Linked DNA regions of Cricetulus griseus: region 2 is linked to region 1. A link is a contact called in public Hi-C data. All regions are on one chromosome and are shown on one strand. Each heading gives the region's core, a stretch centred on a gene start, on an enhancer-like site or on the middle of the called end of the contact. The rest is flanking DNA. Distances are from core to core; before and after follow the strand shown. Region 1 holds the start of Fasn (fatty acid synthase). Region 2 overlaps Ccdc57 (coiled-coil domain-containing protein 57).

The links. Hi-C and Micro-C count contacts between places; a contact is called where the count stands out from the background.
Region 2: a Hi-C map of the CHO-K1 cell line shows a contact between it and region 1, with 3 times the contacts expected there. The contact joins the enhancer-like site here to the promoter of Fasn in region 1. A contact is called at or near these places in 4 of 8 Hi-C or Micro-C datasets (the CHL-YN cell line, the CHO-K1 cell line and fibroblasts).

What each region holds. Positions count from the first base shown.
Region 1 is chr7:133,302,218-133,305,993 of CriGri-PICRH-1.0, reverse strand. It overlaps Fasn (fatty acid synthase), which reads left to right and starts at 1,469. Exons shown (of 43, transcript XM_027425335.2): 1 at 1,469-1,611; 2 at 2,828-2,963; 3 at 3,527-3,679. The coding sequence starts at 2,837.
Region 2 is chr7:133,372,530-133,376,468 of CriGri-PICRH-1.0, reverse strand. All of the region lies in intron 9 of Ccdc57 (coiled-coil domain-containing protein 57), which reads left to right. Among named protein-coding and RNA genes, the nearest start is that of Ccdc57, 34 kb to the left of the region's middle. Within about 2 kb of position 2,573, at least 2 of the 6 cell types and tissues checked have open chromatin away from gene starts, as enhancers often do. A contact at or near this core is called in the CHO-K1 cell line and fibroblasts, where this site is marked.

The sequences.
Region 1 (3,776 bases), core at 220-2,719:
CTGACCACTGATGGCGGGCCAGCAGCACTCTCACAGGGCTGGCCCTGAAACCTAAAGACACCAAAGTGAAGGCCCTCCAATGGGGACAGAGTTGGTATGGGACCTGGGTCCTTCGCCCTCCATCTCTATAGAACACACATTACAGCAGAAGATGCCAACAGCAAGGCACCGAATGGCCTTTAAAGACACAGGCGGGTGGGGGGGGCAGTAGTGGGAGAACTTAGGGGCAAGACACCACGTGGGCAGAATACACCTGCCAGTCCTGTAGGCTGATCTTCAGGGTCCTGCTTAGCCACCTGCCAGAGAGAGCCTGGGTGGACAATCAAGTTGGAGAAGCTGGAAGCCAGGGTTGACAAGCAAGGCTGAGGTTCTGCCACCCATCCTTTTGCTCCTAGCTTTTTGAGGCACCATGCTATAGAGAGGCAGTCAAGACCACTCCCCCTCCCCCTCCAAAGAAAGGACACTGCCCCATAAGGAGGTGTCTCTTTGGTGGCCTGGGCCGACATCTCTCTGGGAATTCAAGCGGCCGCCTGAGCAGTTTGTCTCTTTTTGGTTGGTGGGTTTTGTCATCTCCCGCCCCCAGATTCGATGACCCTTTCAAAAGAGGAATTTAAAGAGAGGGAGGGAGAGGGTCCCGGAAGCTAGCATCTCAGGGAGGCGCGCAGCAGCTCCTTTGTTCCCACCACGCGGGGGAGGGGTGGTATCCCGCTCGCCAGATGGCCGCGCCTGGACCGTGCGCGGACTCCGGAGACCGCGGCATGCGCCTGTCAGTGTTCCTGCTCCTGCTCACTGTTCCGGTCCCTGGCCGCATCCTGGTCTCCAAGGCGGCCACAGAGAGGGTGTCCGAGAAAGTCGGGCCACGATGACCGGTAGTAACCCCGCCGGAGGCGCCCTCCGCCAGGGTCAACGACCGCGCTTGCGCGGGGGCCCGCGAAGCGCCTCGCCGCTGTTGCCGGCCCATCACCCTATTGCCTAGCAACGCCCACCCGCGCGCCGCCATTGGACGGTCGCGAACGGCCTCGGCACCCAATTGGTCTGGATGTGGAGCAGGCCACGCCCCTCAGCTCCGCGCGCGCTACGATCACGGCGTGGAGTCGCGGCGACCCGGGCAGGGCCCCCTTCGTGGCCCTGGTGCCTTCCGTGCAGTCCCCAGTGTGACCAAGCACGCCCGCCCCACGCTGCGCGCGCACAGTGCACACCTGGCCGGGCGGCGGGGCCGCGGGGGGCGCGGGGCGGGGGGCAGAGCCCCGGGCGTCGGGACGGGCCCCCGCATGGCCTGCCTGCGCGAGGCCGGGGGCGGGGACGGAAGCGGGCGGGGCTGCGCGCTCCGTTCGCGGCCGCGCGCGCCCGCGCAGGGTCCCGGCTGGGGGCGGCGGCGCGCGGGCATCCCCCACCGGCGGCGGCGCGCCGGGTCCCGGGGCGCAGCCCCGACGCTCATTGGCCTGGGCGGCGCAGCCAAGCTGTCAGCCCATGTGGCGTGGCCGCGCGGGGATGGCCGCGGTTTAAATAGCGCCGACGCGGCCTAGAGGGAGCCAGAGAGACGGCAGCGGCGTCCCCTGCAGTTCGCCTGTCGCGCTCCGCGCTTGTCGTCCGCCTCCAGAGCCCAGTCAGGTACGCGGCTGGGGTTCGGGACGGCAGGCCGGTGTCGGGTGCCGTGGCTCCGGTGCGAGGACAGGCGGGCGCCGGCCCTGGCATCCTTGCGCTCACAAAGGGCCGCCGCCGCTCGCCTCCGACGGCCAGCCACCCGCTGCGTGCCGGGCCCGCGGCCGGGCCGAGGGGCGCGGGAGGTGTGCGGAGGGCCAGCGCGGCGGGCCGCTGTCACGTGGGCGCCGCGCCAGCCGGGTGCAGGAGGCTGGGCGCCCGCGTGGATGGGCCCGGGGCCTTCGCTTGCGCTGCGAGGCTTGGGTAGGGCGCAGGAGGCCGCCGCGGCGGCGGTAAGCCGGCGCCAGCTCCGAGACGAGAGGCCAGATGCGGGTCTGGGTGCGCACGAGGCCCCAGGGGCCTCAGCGGAAGTCACCGGACCATCCAGGCCTCGCCGGCAGGGTGGCGCCGGATCCTCCACATCGGACCCACGGCTGCAAGGCCTGGACCGTCCTGGGCAAGTGCCCTAGGGACCCGAGGACCTAATGCAGACCCTGCTGCTGCCTCGGTCAGGTTATATGGTGGCGAGAGGCTTTGAATGTTCCTGCCCCGCACCTAGCGGGGAGTACTCCTCCTGGTCGGATCTTGCTGGAGGGATCCCTTGGCTGTGTTTGCCTCAGCCCCGACAGACTTGGGCACTCAATAGTAGTCGGGCCTGTTCCCTCTTGAGTCCTTACCAAGCTCCTCGTCTTTGCTGGCCCTGACCAGCACCGGGTCTCCACCCCCACCTTGAAAGGGAAGCGCTGGCTTCCCCGTGGCTTGAAGTGAGAGCATGGTTTCAAGGGTTCCGGACCCAGCTTCTTGAAGCCCCAACTCTCTTGGCAAGTTCCTGATTTGACCAGCTTGGGATGGAACACCCAGTAGGCTTCTGGAGGTCATATGGTCCCAGGTAGTTCCAGCGAGGCATGGTGGGGTCAGGCTAGGTCAAGTTGGTGTCCTGGACAAAAGGAAGGAATCAAAACCTTACAAGTAACTATCAGTGCTAAGAGACATGAGCACCGGGCTCATCCAGTGATTAAGGCTCGGTTCTGCTGGTTTCCACTGGAGGCTTTCTGAGACCTTGCTCTCAGAAAGTCAGTGCGGACACTTGGGTACTACCTGTGGGCCCATCTTAACCAATTGAGCAACGACGGCTATGTCTTGGCTGGGAATGACTGTGGGGCCCACCATGCTACCTTCCCCACAGAGAAGAAACATGGAGGAGGTGGTGATAGCCGGCATGTCGGGGAAGTTGCCCGAGTCAGAGAACCTTCAGGAGTTCTGGGCCAACCTCATTGGTGGTGTGGATATGGTCACAGATGATGACAGGCGATGGAAGGCCGGTGAGTGCCCCCTCAGGATCAGGCAGCAGACCAGATTGAGAGTCTATGACCAAGGCACTTCCTGGAAACAGTGCCTCTTGAGATTCCTGTATAGCTGTGAGTTTGAGAACCAGTCAGAATCAGACTTGCTTGGGTCCTGCATGGAGGTCACCAAAGCTGGGCAAGAGAAGGAGACTGGACTCTTCTCAGAAGTCCTGTCTGCAGCCCATGCCCTGAGCTAGCTGGCAGACTCAGATGCTGATTTGACTTTCACACCCAATAGGCTCTAACAGAGCCAGAGTGGCTCTACCTGATGTGCAAGTCTGAGTCAACTCTGTGATTGTGCAGCTGGCCTGGCCAGCTCGTGTCAGGCAGAGGGTCTCCCATCAGAAGGGAGGTAGCAGGGGGCAAGTCACCAGCCTCACCTCTGGCAGGTTTTGCTTTGGGCCACATACATATGGGTGTTTTGGGACCCCTCATTCACAGTGACGTTGGGTCACGGATCACTTCTTTCTGGGAGCCTTCCCCAAGAAGAAGGTGCTCCTTGGCTCCCTGGCTTCAGGGGCTATGATGATGCTCCACAGGTCTCTATGGGCTGCCTAAGCGGTCTGGAAAGCTGAAGGACCTGTCCAAGTTCGATGCCTCCTTCTTTGGGGTCCACCCCAAGCAGGCTCACACCATGGACCCCCAGCTCCGGCTGCTGTTGGAAGTCAGCTATGAGGCTATTGTGGACGGAGGTGGGTCACTGGGGGTGTTGCCGCCCTTTTTAGAACATGCTGTAATGAGGTCTTGGGTTTCACCCCCAGGGCTGTAAAAAGGAAAAGGAAATGCAAC
Region 2 (3,939 bases), core at 1,324-3,823, 69 kb before region 1:
CCTCTGCTCCGTGGGAATTGTCCGGTCACAGGAGACTGGCTGGTTGTTTGTACTCTTGGCTGTGAGCCACAGCCTCAAGAAGGACAGGCACATGAGCAGTGGTGGCTCCTCAGGCCGCTGGAGCCAGAGGAGCAGGAAGGCTTGAGAGGAGAGAGTTAACTAACACAAGGTTCTAGGGTAAAGCTCCTACCTCTTCGATAGCAAGGAAATCAAATGTCTTTTTTTTTTTTTTTTTTCCTTTTGGGTTATTTTTGGTTTTTTTTGAGACAGGGACTCACTATGTAGCTGTGACTGTCTTGCAACTCACAACATAAAGTGTTGAACTCTTTTTTTTTAAGATTTATGCATTTACTATGTATACAGTGTTCTGTCTGCACATACGTTATAGATGGTATGAGCTACCATGTGGTGCTGGGAATTGAACTCGGGACTTCTGGAAGAGCAGTCAGTGCTCTTAACCTCTGAGCCATCTCTCCAGCCCCAAGTGTTGAACTCTTGAGGCCTTGAACTCACAAAGATCCTCTGGCCTCTTCCTCTAAGTGCTGGGATTAATTAATTCCTCTAAATAGCACCACACCTGTCTTGCCTTCATTTTTACAATGCAAAATAGTGTTTCCTATTTTATTGACCTCATCAGTTTGTGGTGCCAATTTTGAATAATTGAATGTGCTATCAAATGTCCCAAGTAACATTCCAGGGTATAGTCATGGGTGTAGCATGGATAATAAAAACCCAGAGACAGATATTGGGGTTCAAGCTGAAGATCAGAAGAGCTAAAGCAGCCAGCCACTAGAAGAGTTCTCACCTCTACCAAGGCTCAGAGCAAAGGGGGGGGGGGCGATCCTGTCCTCGGTATGACTGCAGACTGCAATGCTCTCCACCAAACCTCAGACTGCCTGAGACTGCACTGAGCTCCTGATACAGTTTCTCAAGTGCTGGGATTAAAGGCGTGAGCTCTGTTTCTCTTTTAGAATGATTCATTGTCGTGTCACCCTGGATGGCCTTGAACTCACAGAGATCTGTCTGCCTCTTTCTCCTGAGTGCTGAGATTAAAGGTGTAGGCACCACTGCCTGTCTTCTATGGCTTAGCCCTTAACTAGGTGTGTGACTGACTAGTGGCTTAGCTCTGCACTATCTTCAGGCAGGCTTTATTAGATCATAAACAAAATATCACCACATGTGGGGCCTTTTCATTTTTTGTTGTTGTTGTTTTTCAATATTTATTTATTTAGGATTTTTCATGACAGGGTTTCTCTCTGTAGCTTTGGAACCTGTCATGGAACTTGCTCTGCAGACCAGGCTAGTCTCAAACTCACAGAGATCTGCCTGCCTCTGCCTCCCGAGTGCTGAAATTAAAGGTGTGCACCACCACTGCCTGGCTGTATTTCAGTTTGTACTACATTTATTGTGTGTGTGTGTGCACGTGTGTGTGTGGTGTGTGTGTGTATATGGTGTGTGTGTGTATGGTGTGTGTGTATGGTATGTGTGTGTGTGTGTGTGTGTGGTGTGTGTGTGTGTGTGTGTGTGTGTATGGTGTGTGTGTGTGTGTGTGTGTGTGTGTGGTATGTGTGTGTGTGTGTGTGTGGTGTGTGTGTATGTGGTGTGTGTGTGTGTGTGTGTGTGTATGTGTGTGTGTGTGTGTGTGTGTGTGTATGGTGTGTGTGTATGTGTGTGTGTGTGTGTGTGTGTGTATGTGTGTATGTGTGTGTGTATGTGTGTGTGTGTGTGTGTGTGTATGGTGTGTGTGTATGTGTGGTGTGTATGGTGTGTATGTGTGTATGGTGTGTGTGGTGTGTGTATGGTGTGTGTGTGTGTGTGGTGTGTATGGTGTGTGTGTGTGTGTGGTGTGTGTGTGGTTGTTTTGTTTTTTCTCTTTTACTCTTTTTGGCTCTTTGGGGACCTACCACCTAGCTCCCAAAGAAATACATGGAGGCTTTTTCTTTGTTATGAATGCCTGGCCTTAACTTGGCCTATTTCTTGCCAACTTAAGTTATCTCAACTACTTTTTCCTTCTGGGCTTTTATCTTTCTTATTTCTATATATCCTACTTTCCTTCTTACTCCATGGCAGGGTGGCTGGGTGGCTGGCTGGCCCTGACATCCTCCTCTCCTTGCTCTTTCAGTTGCTCTCTTGTTTCTCCTTCTATTTATCCTGCCTGCCAGCCCCACCTGTCCTTTCTCCTGCCTCTCTATTGGCCGTTCAGCTCTTTATTAAACCATCAAGTGTTTTAGACAGGTGAGGAATCACAGCTTCACAGAGTTAGACAAATGCTGCATAAACGAAAGTCACACACCTTAAAATAATATTCTACCACAGTGGCCTTACCCACTGAGCCATCTCATTGTCCTAGAAGCCTCTTTTGTCACCAAATCCTGAGTAAGAGGTTAGAATTCTGTTCGCAGACACATGCCTTCATACATGGTGTCTGAGTAACTTAAGATGCAGAAGATAACGGTTTTCCCTCTATAAAGTCTTGGCCTAGCAACTCAGTGGTGACTGCAGCCAGCACTGATCATGGGATGCCTGTGGGCTGAGCTGCATTTCCCACAGGACTCAGGTTCAAGTCCTGACCCCAAAGCTTCAGAATATGACTCATTGGAGATTGCACCACTGAGAGTGTAGTCAACTAAGATAAGGCCATGCTGGAGAGGGCGGCCCTGACCCCTGCCCCAGCTCCTGCTGTCCTTAGAGGAAAGGACACATAGATGCACAGGATGGCTTGTGATGAGAGTGACCCATGTACAAGCCCAGGAACACCAGAGGCTGACAAGGTCTGCAGTGGGCCCTCTGCACGTGTCTAGGTGAAGCATAGCTTTCCTGATAGCACAGTGTCTCCTCTGCACAACAGGAGAGAATAAATTTGTTTGAGCCGAGTTTATGGACTGCAGTTCCTGAACCTGTAGGAAACTCCTACAGGCCCCATATAGCCAAGCTTGGGCTAGTTCTCTCAAGGGTCTCATTTGGCTCTCCTGATCATGTCCATTTGAAGAAAATTAAGGCTTCACTTAGGGCAACACTTTTCCAGGACTTCTAGGGGGAGTTGTTTGTTTGTTATGTATACAATGTTCTATCTGCTGGCCAGCAGAGGGCGCCAGATCCCATTACAGATGGCTGTGAGCCACCATGTGATTGCTGGGAATTGAGCTCAGGACCTCTGGAAGATCAGCCAGTGGTCTTAACCTCTGAGCCACCTCCTCAGTCCCTGTTTGTTTGTTTGTTTGTTTGTTTGTTTTTTGAGACAGGGTCTCTCTGTGTAGTCCTGGCTGTCCTGGAATTCACTCTGTGGATCAGACTGGCTTTGAACTAAGAGATCCGTCTATCTCCTAAATTCTAGGATTAAAGGCATGTGTCACCACAGTCTGGCTTCCAGGACCTTCTTTTATGATTTTGGTTTTGGTGGGGGTTTTGTTGTTGTTTGTTTGTTTGTTTTATTGTTTTTCGAGACAGGGTTTCTCTGTGTAGCTTTGTAGCCTGTCCTGGAACTCCCTCTTGTAGACCAGGCTGGCCTCAAACTCAGAGAGATCCACCTGCCACTGCCTCCCGAGTTCTGGGATTAAAGGTGTGCCCCACCACCACCCGGCTTCCAGGACTTTCTTTAATGGTCTGTCCTAATCAGGGTTTCTGTTGCTGTGATGAAACACTATGACCAAAACCAGGTTGGGGAGGAAAGGGTATATTTGATTTATAACTCCAAGTCACTATTCATCACTGAAGGAAGTCAGGACAGGAACTCAAACAGGCCAGGAACTCAGAGGCAGGAGCTGATGCAGAGGCCATGGAGGAATGCTGCACACTGACTTTGCTCACCCAGCTTTTTTACATAACCCAGGACCACCAGCCCAGGGGTTGCCCCATCCACTGGCTGGATTCTCCCCATAAACCACTAATTAGGAAAATGCTCTACAGCCTGATCATATGGAGGCATTTTCTTAATGGAGG